Linked DNA regions of Sus scrofa: regions 1 and 2 are each linked to region 3. Evidence: chromatin contacts called from public Hi-C and promoter capture Hi-C data. All regions are on one chromosome and are shown on one strand. The core of a region is the stretch at or near the end of the contact, and the rest is flanking DNA. Distances in the headings are between cores, read along the strand shown.

Region 1 (3,361 bases), core at 446-2,945, 78 kb before region 3:
GGGAATCTATGCCATGGGAGCAGCCCTAAAAAGGACAAAAGATTTAAAAAAAGAGAAAGAGAGAAAGAGAGAAAGAGAGAGAGAGAGAAAGAAAGAAAGAAAGAAAGAAAGAAAAAGAAAGAAAGAAAGAAAGAGAAAAAAAGAAAGAAATCTGACTAGGAACCATTAGGTTGAAGGTTTGATCCCTGGCCTCACTCAGTGGGTTAAGGATCCCGCTCTGCTGTGAGCTAGTGGTGTAGGTCTCAGACACAGCTTGGATCTGGTGTTACTGTGGCCGTGGTGTAGGCCTGCAGCTGTAGCTCCAATTAGACCCCTAGCCTGGGAAACTCCATGTGCCTCGAGAGCAGCCCTTAAAAGCAAAGAAAAAGACAACACTGGATTCTTAACCTGCTGTGCCACAAGACAACTCCTCCCCTTCTTTGTTTTATAAAAGCAACTACTGGTCAAGTCCAGGTTCAATGGTTCTTTGGGACACCAGTCCACCATCTTCTCTGTCTGCTGGCTTTGCAAATAAAGTCACTCTTGTTTGCCCCCACAACTCATCTAGATTTGTTAGCCCACTGTGCATCAAGCAGTAGGAGCTTGGTAACAAGGGGAGGAAAATGTGTGATGCCTAAAAGGAGACAAATCACTTGCACTGAGCGTGGGTAAAAATGAAAGGAACAACACAGGGAAGAAGGGGAACAGCTTGAACTTGGACTAAAGTAAATTCCGTCAAACATGATTAAATACACACACAATGCCTGGAGCAAAAGCAGAAGTTCAAGTTCATCATCGGCCGAAACCCAGTTTCTCACCAGAGGAGACAAGATACAAAAGTGCTCAAGCTGAGCACTTGCCCAGCAGGCAGGGATAAAAGGATGCCGCACTGGAGGGCCTGGCAGCATCTCAGACAGGGTCAGGCCACATCCCAGTACTGGAGACACAACATGGCAAAGTGAGCAGGACAGACAACTGCAAGTCAGCACACGCGTGGTCCACAGCCAGCTCTACGCCTTCCAAGTCTAGACTCTGCGATAATTCATTTCCCATTTCAGGGCTCCAGTTTTCTCCTCTATAAAATGGGTTGATATTGTAAATCAACTATACAATTTTTTTTAAATTTTGATAAGAAATGAATGAGTTGATAAAACTGACTCAAGGAGTTCCCAGTTGTGGCACAACAGGATCGATGGTATCTCTGCAGCAGCAGGGACATGGGTTCAATGACCAGCCTGGTGCAGCCGGTTAAGGATCTCACATTGCTGCAGCTGTCGCATGGGTCCCAACTCCAGCTTGGGTTCCATCCCTGGCCAGGGAATTCCATATGCCATAGGAGGGGCCAAAAAAGAAACAAAAACAAAAACAAACAAAAAGAACTGGCTCAACCTGCCTTCCAGGATCGTTGTGAGAATAAAGAGAGTTAGAGGAGGAAGCATCTCCTAAGTGGAAAGGAAATCACACACAAGCAATGATAGAAGCATTTCTGCAGAGCCTCATCGCCTCCCTGGGACAGGAGCACAGAGCTTGGATCTGAGCTCTTGGTGGGCCTCTGGGATGTTCATTCTAAGCAGACCACTTGCTCTCAGGCGAACTTGAGCCGTGGCACAGCTGTGGTGACCGTGATGGCTTCGGGAATGCTGCCCAGGGCTCTCTTTTCTCTCCTCCTCTCTTTCCTCAGAGCCCTGCCCAGCAACAGCAAACTACAAGCCGTCCAGACTCCTGCATGCCCCACCACTTCCTCCTACTCAAATGCCTCCTCTCCCTGCTTCTTCCCCATAAAGGGAATTACTCAAGAAAAACAGACCTGCTGTAGGGGCCGCCACCCCCATCACCTGCCTCGACCTTTGACACAACAAAAACAAAATGATGCCCCTTTCTCCTGCCAGTGGCAGGGAGGGGAGAGGAGGTGGGAGCACGAAGGTGATGGGACATGTTGCCTGGGACAGGGAGAGCAGTGGGGATTTCCTGGGCTGGGCTAACACCCCCAGGACAGAGGAAACATTAGGGGCCCTCTGAGGAAGCTGGGGTGTTATATAGGGTCACAGAGGAAGCTACAGTCCAGGCTTCATTTCCTCTCCATGCGTCTCAGCTGCAGCCTTTGGCACCACATTGCCACCTGGGCCACCCTGAGAGGGCTCTCCCCAGCCCTTGGCTCCCTGGGCCCCAATGCACTGGCCCTACTCCCTTGCTGGCTTCACTTTTTCCTGGCCATCTGTTCTCCCATCGTTTGAACCCCCCAAAAGAACCAAGGACCCCAAGGAATCCAGTCACCACGGCTCACTGTGCTTTTTGTCCCTTTGTTAGGAAAACAAAAAACAAAAAACAAACCTCTGTCCCCCCATCCAGTTTGGCAGCCCCATGTTGACCAGGGTTTACTCACCGACAGGTTTGCTCCTGACTCCTTGGTGTCAGTCCCACAACTTCAGCAACAGAGATGAGTTCAGATCCCCTGGCGAGATGCTAAACGCTCCTGAGGAAAAGGGGGCTTGGAGGCTCCGCCACGATAAGCGGATGAACATTTTTATCGCACTTCGCAATTTACAGTGTCCTTCCGTGACTACATTATTTTATCGGAGCTTCACAACAGCCGCATAAGGGAGGTTGCTCGGATTTAAAATGTGGAGTTAAAAGGTCAAATAACTTGTCCATCAATCGAAACTGATGAGAGACGGTCCTGGCGCCTAAGCCCGCTTGTTGAGACTACTTCCCCTACCCAAATACTGGAACCCATGAGGATGGCTCTGGGCAGGCGAGACCCTCCTGCCCCGGGAAAAGCAGTCTGTAGCCTCGGAGCCAGGGGAGCAGGAACAGCGGCCATCAGAGCGAAAAAGAAGTCCTATGAACGCCTCCAAGGAAGGCCCGCTGGGTCCGAGAGCCCCCTGCTCCTGAAGCCCATGTCCCCTCCATGAACAGAAGACTGCATCTTGCTGCCTGTAAGCGGTTTCCTTCGAGGTGAGGGAGGAGCGACGCCAACTCCACGCCCCCAGCGTGAGGCACGCGAGAACCACCTGGAGACCTCATTAGGCATGCGCATTGCCTGCACCGCCTGGGATTTCCGCCTCCTCAGGTGATTCCGCTGCCTTGGGATGATGCAGACCTAGACTGGCGGCTCCAGGTGACCAGAATGAATGAGACAGACCTGGGTTGATAAGGAACATGGGTCACAAAAGAGGGGTATTCTGAAACTGAACAGGGGCGCTGTCACCTTTTCTCTTTTCTCCACTCTTTCCCCAAACCATTCCCTTTTAACTTGCATTTCTGAGTCCTTCAGTTATATATAGTTTGATCAAGGCTCTAACCGTTTGCCAAACGCCACTGCCCAGCCTGGAGTCTCAGTGCCCAAGAAGTGTCTCCCATCTATTCTGACAAAGGTCCTCCA
Region 2 (3,220 bases), core at 100-2,599, 97 kb after region 3:
GCACAGTAATTTATTAAAGAACATATTCCAATTAATTTTACTTTATATTAAACGGTATTGTTGTTTATCAGTTTATGCCAAACTAACGTAATTCTGAGCACTCTGAGAACTAAATGTTTGGTAGGAATTTTTGTAATATAAAATTTGTAGTAAAACCATTTTTAGAGCCATTAGCTTTAAAGTTTTCCCTGGTTCCTTATTTCACTTCTGTATCCTTGAGGTTAAGTAGTATAAACATAGGAACATTTTAGAATGATGAGCATGATAAACACTGTCATCAAACTCTCCTCAAAGAAGTCGTAGTTTCTCTGTATATTTTAAAAAAGAAACTCTGGTATATGGATGTGATAAAAAGCCTAGTCAATAATTTTTCTATATCTCTTTACATTGTAAGTGCATGATTAAAAATTTTTCCTAATACTGTTTTCCATCGTTTTTTTTTTTACTGCAGTCCACAAGAAACACATTAGGAAATGTCACACCAGTGTATATGTTTGTGTGCCTTTGTGTATAATGGAAATAAATATATAACTCAACACTTGACTAAAAAGGATGCCCACAGATTTTCTCTTTTGTTTTTTCTTTTTTAAAGATGAAAATGCCGGTCATGGGTCAAGGGGGTCAAAAGGTACAAATTTCTAGATACAAATGCATGCTGAGGACAGAGTATACACCACGGTAACCAGTTAATAGTAACAGTGTTGTACATTTGAAATTTCTCATCACAAGAAAAAAAATGTGGTAGCTATATGTATGGTGATGGATGTTAATTAGAGTTAATATGATCATTTCACGATATATACAGATACTGAATCATTATGTTGTACATTTGAAACTAATAAAATGTTGTGTGCCAGTTACACCTAAAAAAAATGCCAGTCATGTCCCACCGAATTGATTTCATAACACTCTAAGGCTGTTATCTGTAGCGAAAGAACTCACTTGCTGGTTTCAATTCTCAGAAACTAAGTAGGATGATGGGGTTGCCAGGGGCTGAGGGTGGTGGGGAAGAGGTAGGTTAAAGAGAAAAAACTTGCAGTTATGAGTAAGTTTTGAGGATCCGGTGTAAAACGTGATGATTATAGTTAACAACAGTATATACTTGAAAGCTGCAAAGAATAAATCTTTAATGTTCTTACCACAGAAAAGAAATGGTAATTATGTGAGGTGATAGCGGTATTAACCATCTGTGGTGGTAATCATTTCACAGTATATAGGTATGTCATATCAACGTATTGTTTATACCTTTAATGCATACGTCATAAATCACTTTTCTCTCAAAAGGGGAGGGGGTGGGGCAGGAAAGAACGGGGAGCGTATTAAGTGGTGCGACAGCGCCACCTTGTGGTGTAGCCCGCCGGTTACACGTTGGTGCTTTCTTTAAAAAACCTGAAAGTCACGTTTTATATGGTTCTACATGTATGCTTAAAGAAGTAATCTGAAATGAGTTACGTTAGAAGTATAATGATGTTCATCTTTTATTTCAAAATCTTCAATTATTGTTTGTTCTTTGTAGGGAATAAATTCAAACTGTCTCTTCAAACCTTCTTTCCCCATAAAGTCTACCTTTTAACTGTCTTCGTATTTGACATTCTGCCTTTAGGACAGGGTAACCTTCAGGAGAATAATTGTAAAAAATAATGCCAAAAAGAGGAAAATGTATGAAAGCTTTATTGAGTCACTGCCATTCCTTAAATCTTTGGAAGTAAGTATATGTTTGTGCTTTTATTTTGCTTTAAAAGCTTTTGTTTTGTTGGGAATGCTTAGTTCTATTGGAAGTTTCTTTGAATAATAATTTATCCATATTTTCATTTGAGAAGATTATATAGCGTTTGTACAGCTCAGCCTTTCTTTTCCTGCCTATAGCTGCATTTGTTTTGTCGTATGTAAGCAATAGACTCCTAGGAGCATCCTTGGCAGATCTGTATTTGGTCTTTATCTGAACGCAGACTTAAAAGAACCCCACAAATGTAGGCAGTGGCCGCTTAGTTATGCCTTTATAGGATCAGATTATCCAAATACAGCACATCCTCACTGGCCTCTCCTCCTTTATTCCTCTTCTCCTTTCTCCTAAAATTGGCATTCTAGGGTCTCTTTTTCTTTTGGCAGGCTCACCCTAACCCTCTTCACATGGTGAACTTGTCAAATCCCCTGGCTTATAAGTCTATTATGTTGATGCCTCTTAGAATTGTTGTTACTGGGCAAGGCCCAGCCCTTGAACGCCAGGCTCATTTATCTAACTGCATATTTAACATTTTCTCTGGGGTGTCTGATAGAAAGCTCACACCTAATCCGGCCCAAACCTCCTCCCACCCCACTTCCCATCTTAGAGACAGCACTGCCATCCTTCCAGCATCTAAGCCACAGTCCTTCGGACTGACGAACTCATGGGCGGATGTGACTCTCTGTTGGCTTAAAGTAGTAGAAATTCAGGCCACATTTCAGAATGCATTTTGGGCAGCTGATCTTTTCCAGCAACAGTTCTCTCTAAATAAAAATAGCTCAGGGGTTGGAAATGCACATGCCTTAGAGTTAACATATTGAAGAAAACCAAGCCAGGATGGGACTTTGGTAAACTGGAAAACATGTGCTCCATCTAAAGAAACAGCTGCTAGTTAACAGAGTTTATTTTTGCAATTTGGAGATATGGGCTGACTGTTGCTGAGTGTCCCGATTTTTCAAGAGAAGCTGGAAATTCAAGTTTTTATTGAAAATTTATTTTAAAATGTGGGCAGTTAATACAGCAAACACACACACACAGACCCACACATTGCTCAGTTTATTTGGCCTATAGGCTACCATTTTTAAACCTTGAAACAGTTAAGGAAGATCTGTGGGCAGTGGATTGAGGATCCATCAGTGTCACAGCGGTGGCTTGGGTCTCTGCTGTGGTGTGGGTTCCATCCCTGGTGTGTGGGAACTAACATGCTATGGGTGTGGCCAGAAAGGAACGAAAAAACCTGAAATAGTTAAGATTACCCGATCAGGCTGTTTCATATAGTCTTGTCCCTCAGTATCTGCAGGACTGTTTCCAGGACCTTGGTGGATGCTCAGTCCCTTACAGTTGGCTGTCCCTATCTCTGGTTCTGCACCCATGGATGGGAGTGGGGGTGGGGTGACTGTTTATTGAAAAAATCTGCATGTAAGTGGATATGCACAGTTTAACCCCATGTTGTTCAGGGGTCAGCTGTATAATCTTCTTTTCCTTTGTAGGTTTCTG
Region 3 (3,371 bases), core at 396-2,895:
GGTTAGAGTTGACTAATATTGTGGGCCATGGTATTTTTATAAACTGCTTATTCCTTAAAATGCTTGACGCTTACCATTAGAAGTAACTTACTATATTTCAAGACAACATATTGTGAGATTAAGAAATGAAAATAGAGAAAACATCCCCTCATGGAATGACTACAAGTTGTATTATAAACAAAGAGGTAACACCAACATGTATTTTTATAAAAGGGACTAGTTTGCTACATATTGATTTCTAGACTTTGAATTTTCTAAGCCATGTATTAACTTTTTTTTGTGGAATTTTTTAGAAGAATAACCAAATCATCTTGCTTTTGAGATATTTTATTTACAATGATATAGTCATGGTAAAAATGATGTATTTTAAAATAGCATTTAATTGGCAAAAAAATAATTTCCTAATTCAAACTGTAAATATTTGCAGAATAAGCCTCCTTTTAAAGTCAAGAACTTCTCTAAGCACATACATTTCCAATTCTGTTTTTCGTTTTTGCTTTCTTTTTTTTCTTTTATAGGGCTGTACCTGCAGGGCATATGAAGTTCCCAGGCTAGGGTTTCAATTCAGCTGCAGCTGCCACCTATGCCACAGCCACTCCAGATTCTAGCTACTCCGCATCCCAGCCGCGTTTGGGACTCTTCGCTGCGGCTTGTGGGGGTAACGCATGATCCTTAACCCACTGAATGAGGCCAGGGCTGGAACCCACATCCTCATGGAAACTTGTCAGGAACCCGCTGCATCACCGCAGGAACTTCTGTATCTCCCACTCTACTGCTCTTTGTATGGAAGTATGTATTCCTATTTTGGGAAATATAATTCAAAACCACTCAAAGCCTAAGGGGAAAGTTTTAAAATAAACAATAACGGTTTAACCAGGCAAAGCTTTTTTTGCTTGAGGGCCTTCTGACTTGACAGTGACATTTTATTCCAATTGCTGCGCTGTCCTGTTTAAAGACCATCGACTAACTTTGGTAAGTACCTCCCAATAAATGGTGCATTTGTCTTAACAAGTACTAATTGAATAGACTGGACAAAGGGAGAGCATCAGTGAAGCAAAACAATACAATAGGACAGATGGAGAAATGCTGGATAAAATGTTGCATTATCTTTTTGTGCAAAAGAAAACCAGTACCACTATATGACTTTAAACAAAAGACATCTTCTACATTTATCAATTCAACTAGATTCTCGAGAAAAATAAAATGCCAAGGTGGAGGCCGAAGTTTCAGGGCAAATCGCGCGGCACCACCTCGGCGTGGGCTCCAAGTGGTGAATGAGGCGTGGGAATTCGGCTGAGTGGCCTGGCAGCTTTGGCATATGCGGACAGGTGGACAGCGAGAAGCGCCTGGGCGGGGTGCGGGTGTGACCCGTCTAGTCTCGGGTGGTGGGGCCCCTGCCTCGGCCTAGCCCCTCCGGGCGCGCCCCGCAAACCCGCCGGCACCTGCCTGCGTCTTCAGGCCCGCAGCGGTCGGAACTGCTGCGGGAGCGAGGAGCCAGCGGGCGGAGGTTGCCATGGTTTCCGGGAATCACGTGGGGCGCTCCGGGGGCCCCCTCCCGCGCGCCGCGGCGGGGGCGGGGCGGCCCGGGCGGGGGGAGAGGAGCGGCAGCGGCAGGAGCAGGAGGAGCCGGAGATGCTGCCAGCCCTCCTCGGGCCGCGCTCGTTCAGCCGCCGCCGCCGCCGTCGCCGCACGGAGCAGCCGCGCGCCAGGAGCCGCGGGCCGGGCCAGCCGGGCCGCCAGGGCCCAGTGCGCCGCGCTCGGTGCCGGTAGCGCCGCCAGCGCCGTCCGCGCTCGCTCGGTGGCCGCGGGGCCCGAGGCCGGTCCCGGGAGGGGGCGAGGGCGGCGCCCGGGTGCCCGCCGGCAGGGGAGGCAGGATGAGCATCGAGATCCCGGCAGGACTGACTGAGCTGCTGCAGGGCTTCACGGTGGAGGTGCTGAGGCACCAGCCCGCGGACCTGCTGGAGTTCGCGCTGCAGCACTTCACGCGCCTGCAGGAGGAGAACGAGCGCAAGGGTGCAGCGCGCTTCGGCCATGAGGGCAGGACCTGGGGGGACGCGAGCGCCGCCGGCGGGGGCGGCACCCCCAGCAAGGGGGTCAATTTTGCCGAGGAGCCTATGCACACCGACTCGGAGAACGGAGAGGAGGAGGAGGAGGCCGCGGACGCAGGGGCGTTCAACGGTGAGGATCCGACCCCCCGCCCCCCCGCGCGCGCCGCTCCCCCTTAGCTCTTCGGTCCGGTAGCTCGGCTCACCCATCTCTCCTCGCGGTCCCCACCTTCCCTACCTTCCCATCGCGCCCACCCCCTCAGCATCCATTTCTGTCTCCCACTCGCCCACCTTCCTACTCAGCGCTCTAGTCGTGCCCTCCCCCTCGTCCCTCCCTCTGGAGATGGGAAGTCGGGAGGTGAGGCTTCTCTGCCCACCCGCCCCTTCTCGTCCTGGGCTCGGAGGCCGAGGCCGGCCAGCTTGCGGTGGGCATCTGAGAGATAACTTTGACTAGGGTTGGAGACATTTCGCTCGACGGGTATCATTTTGCATAAAGGCAGCTGGCCCACTTGGCATCCTCTTTCAGCCCTTATGTTTATTAATTGAGTGTCCAAAGCGAAAAGGCGAAGGGTGTTCGGTCGGATTGCCTTTCTGTTGTTCGGACTGCAAATTTACTAAAAGGAGCGTGGAATTGGACTCACGAGGCAGAGCAAAATTTATGGTGATAGCTTTGGCATTCTTGGAAACAGAGTAATCTATTATTTTCCAATTTACCAATGCGGCGTTGTAGTGTTTTTGGACTCACAACAAAGGATCCTGTTTAGCCTGCCACCCATGGGGTCTTTGGAATGAGGAAACCGGCTAATGGTTTTCTTTTTATTTTAAACAACTATTGAATTATTTGGTGCCTTAAAAAAAAAAAAAAGTGTGTGAAAAACACTGTAGGAAGTTCTGAAAGCTTGTTGGTTGTCTTTAGAATGAAAAGCCAGTGAGTAATTGTAGGGACTGTGCCAGACACTGAAGCTAGAAAGAATGAATGGGAAAGAAAAAGGGATTTTCTCAAATAGCTGCTCCTGGCAGGTCCCACCCCTTGTGCTTACAACCCTCTCTGACACACACAGACACAACATGCCTAAGTCCCATCTTTATGGCATCCCAGCCTAAAATATATGGGGGTGCAAATGTGCAAGTGCTTTTCTCTTTGTGGTGTAAGACCAAATGTTCATTCAGCATCACACTACCTTTTATTTATTTACACTCCCTCTGGTTTGTGTGTCCAGAGTGCATTCCATATAATGAAGACATTTTCCAGTGTCATTTCCTTGTATATGTTCCTAGGAAGGTGTTCCTTTTCTTTGCAGAATTGTTGAAATGTGTTATAAAATT

The links. Promoter capture Hi-C pulls out the DNA fragments that hold promoters and counts their contacts. A called contact is a pair of places that touch in the nucleus more often than the background predicts.
Region 1: a contact with region 3 is called in a promoter capture Hi-C map of liver, with 2.8 times the contacts expected there. The contact joins the enhancer-like site here to the promoter of PRKAR2B in region 3. A contact is called at or near these places in 1 of 5 promoter capture datasets (liver) and 5 of 47 Hi-C or Micro-C datasets (embryonic fibroblasts, epiblast stem cells, liver and 2 more).
Region 2: a contact with region 3 is called in a Hi-C map of fetal liver, with 1.7 times the contacts expected there. The contact joins the enhancer-like site here to the promoter of PRKAR2B in region 3. A contact is called at or near these places in 8 of 47 Hi-C or Micro-C datasets (blood, embryonic fibroblasts, fetal liver and 3 more).

What each region holds. Positions count from the first base shown.
Region 1 is chr9:106,771,541-106,774,901 of Sscrofa11.1, forward strand. No RefSeq gene overlaps it. Among named protein-coding and RNA genes, the nearest start is that of PIK3CG, 68 kb to the left of the region's middle. Within about 2 kb of position 1,696, at least 11 of the 83 cell types and tissues checked have an H3K27ac peak or open chromatin away from gene starts, as enhancers often do. A contact at or near this core is called in liver and retroperitoneal adipose tissue, where this site is marked.
Region 2 is chr9:106,946,207-106,949,426 of Sscrofa11.1, forward strand. PRKAR2B (cAMP-dependent protein kinase type II-beta regulatory subunit) reads left to right here. Exons shown (of 11, transcript XM_021102599.1): 7 at 1,604-1,705; 8 at 3,214-3,220. Among named protein-coding and RNA genes, the nearest start is that of HBP1, 18 kb to the right of the region's middle. Within about 2 kb of position 1,350, at least 12 of the 83 cell types and tissues checked have an H3K27ac peak or open chromatin away from gene starts, as enhancers often do. A contact at or near this core is called in fetal liver, where this site is marked.
Region 3 is chr9:106,849,399-106,852,769 of Sscrofa11.1, forward strand. It overlaps PRKAR2B (cAMP-dependent protein kinase type II-beta regulatory subunit), which reads left to right and starts at 1,646. Exons shown (of 11, transcript XM_021102599.1): 1 at 1,646-2,178. The coding sequence starts at 1,875.